Linked DNA regions of Gossypium hirsutum: region 1 is linked to region 2. Evidence: chromatin contacts called from public Hi-C data. All regions are on one chromosome and are shown on one strand. Each heading gives the region's core, a stretch centred on a gene start, on an enhancer-like site or on the middle of the called end of the contact. The rest is flanking DNA. Distances are from core to core; before and after follow the strand shown.

What was found. Hi-C and Micro-C count contacts between places; a contact is called where the count stands out from the background.
Region 1: a contact with region 2 is called in a Hi-C map of leaf, with 2.1 times the contacts expected there. The contact joins the promoter of LOC107892208 here to the enhancer-like site in region 2. A contact is called at or near these places in 5 of 34 Hi-C or Micro-C datasets (callus and leaf).

Annotation. Positions count from the first base shown.
Region 1 is chrD09:10,995,090-11,001,327 of Gossypium_hirsutum_v2.1, forward strand. It overlaps LOC107892208 (transcription factor SCREAM2), which reads left to right and starts at 2,758. Exons shown (of 4, transcript XM_016817224.2): 1 at 2,758-3,108; 2 at 3,404-3,529; 3 at 3,618-3,791; 4 at 4,018-4,310. The coding sequence starts at 3,031. The coding sequence ends at 4,116.
Region 2 is chrD09:10,897,305-10,903,231 of Gossypium_hirsutum_v2.1, forward strand. No RefSeq gene overlaps it. Among protein-coding and RNA genes, the nearest start is that of LOC121221442, 20 kb to the left of the region's middle. Within about 2 kb of position 3,242, at least 4 of the 9 cell types and tissues checked have an H3K27ac peak or open chromatin away from gene starts, as enhancers often do. A contact at or near this core is called in leaf, where this site is marked.

The sequences.
Region 1 (6,238 bases), core at 1,508-4,007, 97 kb after region 2:
AATTTGTCATGTAAGCAAGATGCTTTATTATATAAAGTGTAGTGTATGTACATTATTCATCATAAATAATATAAGGGATAAAAAACTAGAAAAAAAAAACTAACTAATGAGATCAAATCTGTATATAAAAATTCTAGGGTTTAACTCACTAGTATAACTGCATGAATTTTATGAAGTTAAAAAATAAAAAGAAAAGGAATCTAAAAACTGATATAGGAAGTGGTTTTTAGAGCAAGTTCATGGAAGGCAAGAGACAAGGTTGGCGCAGGTTTACGTATTGAGAGTATTGTTTTGTTGTAATGATTAAGGGCACACATGTGAATTGGTGGGTACATAATTTGTCGCTGTGGAATGGAGACAATGCTGGAATTGCAAGGACCCAAACTCATCCAAACTAGCTTATATAGCTTCCATATACGATCATATGAGAAAAACCAAAAAACAACAAAAAGAACTCATGTTTATGTGGTTGAATGATATATATATTTACATCTATATAACATCTCGTGATATGTTCATTGGAGAATGGCTAGCGATTGATCAGAAATTCTCCTATTGCATTTCGAGTTCTTCCCGATGCTGTAGCTTCATTCATCACTTGAATATAGGGAAGGATATTTTTTTTTATCATATGACAATGAGATCAATGGGTGTTCTTTCCTTTCCCAAAATTTTTGTATAACTTATATAATATTATTGGTCTTATTGGAAATATTCACTACAACAGAACATGCCATTCACAATGTTTTCCTTTTGTTTTCTTTTGGCTGCGTTTATGTTATTGGAAGCAGGAGAAGCCAAATTTTTTTTGGTGGAATTAAGTTATATATTTTACAATAGTAAAAATATAATTTTATTATTTGAATAGTATACATCTTTATAATTTTTAAAAGATTAAATAAAATTTTTATTATTTTAAGAGGAGGTCAAAATATAATTTTATCATTATTAATTTAAAATTCTATGAATTATAAAAGAGCTAAAAAAATTTTTTATTTTTAAGAGAGTCCAGATCCCTACTAACCGCTTGACCCTAGCATTGATTGAAAAATCACACATATTATCATAATATTATAATTTAAAATAAAAATAAAATTATGATAATAGTTTTATAATTAATTATATAAGTTAATTGGATTAAACTCCGATTTTAGGGAATGCCAACGCATATAATACATATCCAAATAAACTTATGTATCAGTTAATAGCTGCCATGGAAATAACATATGTGTCAAATTATTATTTTTTCTTCCACAAACTTATCCTTAATTACTTGTGAAATGATGATAATAGATTCAATTTCCAAGAAAACAAAAATTATTGAGTGCATGAATGAATTGCCAAAGTTTCTGATTTGATGAAGATGATGAGTAAGGAAAAAAATTATAGTGATTATAAGGGCAAAGAATGGCACGTGTGGAGAGAGAGAGAGAGAGAAGACAAAGAGTGTGACGGCTAGCTGGTGATGAGAGGGGGGCAAGAGTCTTAAACAAAGGCCCCGTGAGGAGTGTTTGGAGGCATTCCAATATATCACAAAACTAAAACATCCACTCCTTTTGTTTCACTTCTTTCGATGGCCATTTTTTTTCACTTCCACTCCTTCACGAGACCTCACCTCATGATTCCCCCCATTCCCCCTTCCTCCTTTCTCATCAAATGCCATTTCCCCAAATACCCCCCTTATATCTAAGTGTAATTTGCACATCTCTCATATCTAAGTGTGATTTGTATACCTTGTTATAAACTATTTGGCTTATAAGTTAAAGGTAAATGATTGCTTTACTTGATATTAGGTTGTAAGTTTAAATCTGAATAATCCTTTCTCTTTACCCTATTGGTAAAACAAAAAAGTTTTTGAGTACAAGTTTAATTTTTACAATTTAATTTTTAGATCTTGATCCCTAAATCTAAGAATATCAAATTATCAAACTATTTAGCTATATGGAACTATTTAAAAATATATTGTGAAACTACCACAATTAATTAAGTCTATGTTTTTCATCCAAACTAATTAATTATCTAGGAACTTGAAGATAACTTTCCTAGAAGGCAAGTGATATACATGCACAATCAAGACTATGGGACTAGTATGATTCTTTGCTATGAAAATAAAATAAAAACAACATATAAAATTTTGTATATAGTGAATTACTAATTACATACACATGATTATTAGTTAAAAATTATATATTTGATCATGCTTGAAATCGATCCCTAAATAAAGCTTAAATCATTATAAATATATTTTTGATATAATTTTATGTTAGTTGAAAAGCTTTCAAAATAATACATAGTGTGTAATGCATATTGCTATAAAGCTTTTAAGTTACATAGTGTGTAATGCATATTGCTATAAAGCTTTTAAGTTTCTTTTTTTGGTCGGCCAAATTAAAAAACCAAAAGTTATATGGAGTTTTGATGCTTTCCTTAGGTGTTTTTGTGCATCATTGGCTTTTAAGTTTCTACTAAATGTAAACATCTCATACATCCAAAACACCTATATAATCTTTGCAAGGTTGCCTAAGGTAGGATTTAACTTTAAAAATTCTTTGGGACCATATTCTTGAATTGTCCATTTTCTTTGAAATAAACGTAAACGAACGTATAAAACTCAAAATATATAAAACAAATTTAAAAAAAAATTATGATATCCATACAAACACTCATTACGAATCCGGATAACGCAGGTTTGGATAGCATAATTATCACATAAAATGCAATAATATATATTAACAAAATTAGAAAGGGCAATGTGGTAAAATGAGATGGAATCTATATTATATTATGGTGGTAAGAAACTGAGGCATTCATGCGGGAAGCAAATAGTAGGATCCTACAGATTTGAGAGCTCATCCCTTCTTAAAATAAAAAAGCCTCTCAGAGCATTGCAGAGAGTTGAAAAGCAAAGAGAAAAAAAAAATAAAAAAGAGAGGAGAAGAGGAAGAGGGGATAATAGATAATAGAGCAAAAAAGTTCAAAGATATAAGAGAGAAATTATATAAAAATTATACACAAAAAAGAGAAAAGAAAATGGTTTCTAGGGAGCACAAGAGAGCAGCACTGCATGAGAAGCTTCAACTTCTTCGTTCCATTACAAACTCTCATGCTGTAATTTCTCTATATCTATTTTTCCATAACCCTTCTAAGCCCCCCTTAATTTGCTTTCATTGCTATTCAGCAGTCTTCTTTTGTGTGCCACTGTTTCTTATTGGTTTTCAATTATTCTTCTTGGAGCTATAAGGGATACTCCTCCTATATCCTATCTTTCATTGAATATTCATAATCTAGCTTGTGTTTAAATTTCTGAAATTAATGAAAAGAGAAAAGGGAAAGAAAGCAAGAGGAAGAAAACTTTATGTTACCCCCCCCCCCAATTTAATTGTAAAATTACATGGCATGGCAGGTGAATAAAACAACAATCATTGTGGACGCATCAAAGTACATTGAAGAGCTAAAACAGAAAGTAGAAAGATTGAATCAAGATATATCAGCTGCACAAACTTCAAATGATCAAAATGCATTGCCTATGGTAATTAATTTTCTCATATTTGTTCTTCCTTTTATTTTTGGTTTCAACTTCAACTTAAACTGTATTATATTTTTTTTTTTCAACATAGCAGGTTGCAGTAGAAACACTAGAGAAGGGTTTTCTTATCAATGTATTTTCAGAAAAGAGCTGCCCTGGTCTGCTTGTTTCTTTATTGGAAGCCTTTGAAGAACTGGGTCTTAATATTCTTGAAGCTAGGGTTTCTTGCACTGATAGCTTTCGATTACAAGCAGTTGGTGGAGAAGTAAGCATCTGAATTTATCTTCATACATAAATTATATGTGTATATTTAGGTTAAAGAATCGTCACAACGATCTGATATAAATTATATATATATGTTCTTTCTTATCCTTCAGACTAGATTTGAAACCATGATTCATTGTTCTCGAGTTATCTGATTATGATTTTGTTAATGTAGAACTATGGATTGCATTATAATATATATTTTGCTTTCAATTTTTTTTTGGCAGAATGAAGAACAAAGTGAATCTATTGATGCACAAGTGGTGAAACAAGCAGTGTTGCAAGCTATTAAGAATTGGAGTGAGGGTACTGATCAACAGGAGTAAATGGATTTTTTGTTGTTATCTATTAACTTTCTTTTTCATGCTTTTGTTTTTTTCATATGTACCTTATTGGCAATGTCGTTTAATCAAAAATTAATCTCAAATATTGAGTGAAGTTTACCAAAATGTAATACGAGATCTACCTTTTAAGGATAACCGCATGCATGAATCAATTGGACTAAATCCAGATTCTATTAGTTTATTGTGTGCTAATTCCAGTCTAGTATCTCTTTCTGTAATTGATCCAAAAAGAAAAAAGAAAAGCCCTTAGTAAAAAGGATAAAGTAATTAAGTCTAAAGCTTCTTCTTGTGAAGATTAAAAAGAAAGTTGCTTGTAAAGTTTCACCACTTACAATCAATAGTGCTTGTTAAAGAAGAAAATAAACATCAAGGTTATATAAGAAAACGATGCATCTAAATTAGGGGTAGGACCATATATATATTCATATAAGATTTTCAATAAAGACGATGACAAAGTGATTATTATAACTTATTATGAAATGTTCAGAAGATTTTTTTTTCCTCATTGGTGCAGTAGATGTAGTTGCCATGCATGGATATTGCAACATGCAAAAGGATTTAGTTTATTGGCCTTCACAATAACTTTTTCAAGTTTCACAGCTGCTTTTATACATACTGATGGTCTTTTCGGGCTACATATACATAATAAATTTAGTTTCCTACTTGGTTGGGACCATGCCTAATTAAACAGCTAATAGTTATAGCTTTTTGGAACCAAAACTCATAAGAAAATTCAACAAGTAAACTGATCTATAAATTTTCTTTGATAATTTTGTTCATAACAAATCATACTTCCAAAGATATATAATGACGCAACAATCATATGGGTAACTAGACTTCAACAGCCCTACACAAAAAGAAATTAAATTAAATGATTATGACAAAATTTTTGTTGTACTGAGTGTGAAATATAATGAATCATTTACCTTTTAAATTTGCACTTAATTATCAATTTGGTACTGAAAGAATTTTTTGTATCAATTTAGTACTTGAAAATTCTAACCGTGTATCGCGTTGTTCTAACCATTAACAACATTAAAAGAAGCTAATGTGGCACGCTCCCAGCGACCCACGTCACACGACATATTTTTGTGTGAAGTAAATTTAAAAAATCAAAATAAATTGGGAAAACTTTAAAAAATAGAAGAAAATTAGAAAAATATCAAAAATTTTAAAATAAGAAAAATATAGAATATTTAGGAATATTTTAAAAATATGTAAATTACAAAAAACATAAAAATCCGTAAAATTAGAAAAATCTAAAAAATTAAAAAATATATAGAAAATCTCCAGAAATTTAAAAATATATATAATTTACTTTATATATATTCTTTCCATTTTTAATACATATAATACAAAAAAAAGAGAAAATAAAAAAACATAAAGAATTTGCTACAGGGGAGATTTTTTAGGCAATTTTTGAGGAGTGCCCAAACTAGTGCCAATTTGTAGTAGCACTATATGTTCAGAAAACTTGTCATCTTTGTGTTGACAAATTTTGGCAACAAAATTCATTGGGTTGTGATTCCTGCTATCACTGTGGACGATTTTCCGCCCATCCTTGATACCTAAACTACACATAGTAACATGTTTTGGAGATTGACTTGAATTTTTATCAAAGCAATCAACTTCCCATGTTTAATGGATTAGATCAAGTCGAATCAGGCTAAAATGGAATTATACCTTGAAAATTCAAGACTTATCTTGAGCTATTTGAATATATTCTTTATGCATATTATTCTTATAATGTCCTAAAAATTTCAATATGACACGTGGCATAATTTCGGCTTCGAAAATTGAGAAAATTGTGAAAAAAATTTATGGAATGATTCAAAAAAGAAGATTTATGAAATGAATTTGATATTGGAGAATGAATTAAATGGAAAAGGTTGTTAAGGTGAAATATGACAAAAAGAACCAAATCGTAAATTTTGAAAAGTATGAGGACTAAGGTGCGAATTCATCCAAAAGAGGAAAATATGAATCATTATGGATTATTGGACATGAAATAAATTGGAACATGATTTGATGATATGAAAATCACTTTTGGGACTGAATTGGAAAAAAGTGGAAAATATAGGGACTAAATTATAATTTCTCATTT
Region 2 (5,927 bases), core at 1,992-4,491:
GGTAGAAGATTAACTTGCTTCAATGATTGTAATAAATAGGAGAACTCGAGTTTTAATGATAAATTAATTATTAACTAGACAATGTTACCTCTCGATCACTACCGCCTAACTAATCGAACAATACAGGCTTACTTCTCGGTCTCACTTTCCTGACTTGGATAAATCCACTATTTACTCGGTAACCTAGTCTCTCAATCCGTTTACCTATATTACTTCCTGGAGTTGTCAATCGTAAGGTTTAAGCACACATGAAATTACACAAACTAATTCGTATGAGAAATCATTGTGAATCCACTAACTATGCACACATCCACTCATTAAATTACTTAATCAATTAAACACTTCCATAACCAAAACATGCTAGATATAAATAAAGCATATGATTTTATCCCAATATTCATACAAACATTAGTTGATCAGGCTCACGGAATATAAATAACGAAATAAAAGAGTAAAGAAAAGAGAATGCTTATTGATAAATAATTGAAGCATGGTTCCGGAACAATCTCCACTCGCAATCATGTTCACATCAGAATAGAAAAGTTTGAATTAAGCAAAAATAAAAATAAAAATAAAAATAAAAATAAAAATAAATAAAAAAGAAGTAAAATAAAACTGTCCAAGTCTAGCTCTAATGTCAAACCCCTCTCAAGAGGCTATAAGGTGAATTATATAGGCTAAATATTGTTTGGTGCCCGCACGATACTAGATACACTTTGATTGTAATTAATATAATATATTATTAAATGCTTATGGTCCAATTAAGGAAATAATCCAAAATTGTTGTCCAAGGAAAACAACTGCATCTTTCCATAAAATCGTCACAGTGTCACAACACTGCATAATTAATCCCTTGGATGCTTCGATGTTTGGTGTTGCGACGCTGCATGCTGGTGTCACAACATTGGTGTCGTCCTTTGCATTCTTGGGCCTGAATTTGCACCCTACACACTCAAATAGCCTATTAGTCATGCCTTATGCCTGAGTTGGCTTCATAGTTTATTAAAACACTAGAAAAGTGCGTAAAAAATGCTTATTTTATCGAAATTAAACTTAAACTACTAAAAACGAAAAATGAAATAAAAACGTATAAAAGAACTAAAAAACAAACTCATTAAGTGCCGAAAATACTCTAATTTACCACAATGAGTTGTGGCAAATCAAGAGCAAATTCTAAAATCTTAAGAGCCCTAATGAAGTTAGGGCAAGTGCAATGAATTTTATTTAAACTCTTTCTTTGGCCAAACTTGCATTGCAAGAAAGCTAGAAAACTCTAAAATAATAATTAAAGAATTTAAAACGAACTAAAAGAAGTAATAAAATAATAAATAAAAGACTTACTTGCAATGTGAGAAGTAAACAAATGCAATGCCTTTTTACTAAGGCGAAATATTGGTTTGTTTAAGGATTCCAAGGGCTATTCGGCTAAGACTCCGAATTACCTCATGTAATCAACGAATTAAACTTCTAGAGGAAGAAACTCTTTTACAATGCTTAAAGCAAGAGTTCTTTCCAATTTAAATTATTTATTAATAAATTTCCTATTCTCGATCCTTGGTTTCGACAAAAGTTTTTCAAGTTTTGTCTTCATCACTCTTCGAATCACCTTATTGAGAACTTAATGAGCTTCTTGAAACAAATCCTTGTATGGAAGATTTAAGATTAATTTTCACTTAATTGGAACCTGATTTCTAATGGGACCTTGAGGAAAAATTAGCTTTTTAAGGGTGATATCAGTTCAGTTTGGTCGAATTTTTTAGAGTTTTTGAACTATTCATCATAATTCGGTTTGGTTCATTTTGGTTTCGATTTTTTCATATTAATTTTTAGCTTTAGATCTTTAGATTTATTTCGAAAAAATGAGCTTTGTTTTATTATTTTTGCATACTATATGATAAAATTTTAAAGTTTTTTTATAAATATTTCTAAAAGTAATAATCTTTTAAGAACTTTTAAGTTATTTTTATTATTTTAAATATAAAACATTCATTTTTATATTATAAAAAAATAAATTAATTATATATTGAATAAAAAAAATATATTTGAGTTCAGTTTCGAATAACTATTTTAAACTTGCATTTCATAAACGTTCAAATACCTTAGTTCGTTTTGGTTTTCGATTTTTCTTACTCAATTCTTAATTCTTTTTATTCGACTTGACTAGATGAAACACTTTGAGCATGCGTCAACCCTCTTTTATATTTTGTGCCCTCACCCGTCTCCACAAATTTATCCAACTTTTAAACCTAGCCATAAGTACGTTTATCTTGTTACCCAGTATCCAAAACTCATTCAATTTGTTACAAGCTTTACGAGCATCGGGTAAAGATGAATACCTAATAAATTAAAAACGTCTACCACATCTACTTCTCTTCAATGGAATAATTAATAGCATCCATAACCTTGCCATGATCTTGAAAAGCAACCAACAATTCCTTCCAAATGCATTTTCTCCAAGAGATTATACAAAAATAGTGTAAAACAACTTATGCTCCTCAATCTATTTTTAGCATTTCCTGGATTAGATCCTGTTCTACAATATGCCATTTGTCAATTACATCTCCATGTGGTGGCTAAAAAAAACTATATGTCTATATAGTATGTGATACAGAGAAAGATATTATTTTGTTGTTAGATACAAAGCAGGCCTTCTTGCTGGGGTTAATCAAAGATTTGGTTTTGATTATTCAGAACCATTCGATCCATTGCTACCATAAGGTTTGTACTTTATTAACACTGCTTATTTTTAATATTCATATCAAAATTATCCATATCATAAATATACATATGTTTACAATTTAATTTAATATATTTTAACTATTCTCCATGTCATATCCAAATTAATAGCTAAAATAATAAAAAATTACACTTTAAAAGAACTTAACAGATCGTTTTAAAGTTTAGGGATTAATACAAAGTTTTGGCAATAGTTTGGTGAGCTTTGATAGAAATAACCAAGAAAAACAAATGCAATTTAAAGAATATTTTTATTATTGAAAATGACCCTTCCTTCTATCCATTTAATTTGATTTATGTTGGATATTGTTCTAACTTCATTTTCTTACAAAACGTTAATATGTCCGTACAACAAAACTTGGATCTTGTCTTTGTATTTTATGTTATCTTTGTAGATTCTTTAATATTTTTTTCTCTCTCTTTGTCTATATATACACACGCAATTAACAGCACTTATCAACTAACGTTATAGATTTATTACAATTTTGTTTCCATTATCACATTGGCATGTGAATGTACTTCCCCGGAGCGAAACCCACGTGAGTTTCGCTATACCAAGTCAGAAGAATCCTATATTACTCTTCTGTAAAAGGATAATCTTTTTTATATATAAAGCTAAAATTATACAATAAAATATACAAGAATTCCAAAATAAAAGGAATAACTTCTATTTTATTCCAAAGGTAAGTAATATGAATTTTTCAATTTGACTAGAAATATTTATTGAATATTAAATACAATTAATGTACACTTTCATCTTTAAGATGCCATCTAATACATTTAAATTTTGAATTTAATTTTTTTTAATTTTTATTTTATCGACATTTTTTTGTATTAAGGTTAAATCATAAATTGACATATAAATTTTTTTTTCAAGTTGGTTTAAACCGTTAATTTTTTAAAAAGCTTAATCCCATAAATTAGCACCTAAGCTCTATATTTTTTGCCCTTATTGGTAGCTAAATATTTTTTTCCCACAAGTAGTAACTAAACTATTCTTTTGTTATCCATTTTACACAAAATATTATATCTGTTAAAAAATTCCAACCAAAAATAAATTTTCACATCATATAAACTTTAAAAATATTTTTTAATTCTTTTATTTTTTCTTTTATATTATTTAGTTTTTCTTTTCTATTTTTCCTCTTTTTTTCTTCTTCTTTTGCAATACTAGCAACGCTTGAAATTCACCCTCATGGGGTTGAGGTGCTGGCGAATAATTCTATTTTTGAACCTCATCACTTCCTTGCTCGACTTGACAAGATCGAAAATGTTATTTCATTGATCGGAACGGCTTGTCGGACTAGTAAGATCGGGAACCGGTTGAGATATTAGTCAAGAGATAGGGGTTGAACTAATTGAGCCACAAACCAATACAAGCCTGTTGAATGAAGCTAAGAAAAACAATTGGTCTGATTTTCTATTTTTTACTTATTTTTTATTTTCTAAATTTTTAATAATTTATTTGATTGAATCGGAAGAATGGATCAAATCAAGAATTCGTGACCTGTTTGGTTAGGCCATTTGTCTTGTTCTAAAGAGAAAAAAGAAACATTATATATAAAAGAGAAAATAATGCTTTTTGTCTTTTTTGCCACATTTTTTATAGAAAAACAAATAGACTTAAAGATTTGGTTAACAAAGATACCAAATTGAGAAAAAAAAAACAATAGTTTAGATACTACTTGTAACAAAAAAAAAGTTTAAATACCAAAAATGAGAAAATGCATGGTTTAGTTACAAATTTATGGGTTAAGCATTTTCTTAAATACACTTAACAGTTTGACCAACGAAAGTGAAAAAAATATATAATTTAGATACTAATTCAGGAATTAATTTCTCTTTTACTTGGTGTCTTTTTGTCGTAGCTGTGTAATCTTATGGGAATTTACATTTGGTAGATTTCAAGCTAATATATATGGGGAATATGTCACGGGAAACATTTCTGAATCGAATAGTACTATAAAAAGTATAATAATTATTTGATATTTTCCCACATAATATATATTTTCTGAATCGAATCAGGTGTTTATAAGATAAGGTTATTGATCATCGAAATGACGTCTTCGGTAAGCTCTATGCATGCCAACATATATACTACTCTGGACTTAACACGTGTTTATCGTATCACAAGCTTGACTTCACATCTTCTGCCTGCGAACCCCCAGTAATATGCATTCGAACCTAGCTCACGAGCTCATCATGTGAGCTCTCCCCACGAGCCCTTAATGCTTCTATCTTGTGAGGCCCATGTTCCTCTATATCTATTCGGATTGTGGGTTGATAATTCAGAGTTATGTTCGAGTTTTGAATCGGTAACAGGAAATGCCATAACAAAGATAATATTCTCCTTTAATACAATGAAAATAAGAAATAAAACTGTTAATTATTTGAATGACACGAAAACGCGTAAAGATTACAAAGATTACAGCCAAAAATTACGTATGAATCATTAAGCTGTAATAGGGTATTCAAAATGTCATTAACATTATTGGTTAATACTTCTTCCATGCTACTCCTGCATTTTATGAATCATGTGAACAACATATATATTAATCAAATCCAAAAGAGAATTTTCTAAATCTCCAACTTTTTTGCAACTAACACTCTCCATTGACTAGTTGAACTAGGTTAAAATATCAAGGGATATTCACCTTTCTCAACGTAGCCATTAATTATTCAAAATTTTCATTAACATCAAGGTAATTTCATATTCTCTCTAAAGATAGTATTTTAATGTAGCATCAAAATTTTTGTTTTTAAAGATATAATGAAAAATTTAGTTTTTAATGTTTATAATTTTTGTAATTTTGATCATTATTTTTTTAGTTAAATTTGATCCCCAACCTTATAAAAGTAGTCAAATTTAATCATTAACCTTTCAAAAAAAAACTTGAATTATAGTTTTTTTTAATGAAAGTACCGACTAAAATACTAAAGTTTTAAACATAACAGTTGACATGACAATCCACTTGTATTTTATGCTATTTTCTTAATATTTTATTTTTTCAATATTTTTAATTTTTAAATTATTTGTTGTCATGACATATAAGACAAATAATATCATGTAGTATGAAGTACAAGTGGACTGCCACATGGCTTATTATTCCAATATTGTTTGAAAATCAATGTTTTAGTTAGCATTTTAGCTAAAAAAATAAAAAGGGGGCAAAACTGATAAGGGATGTAAA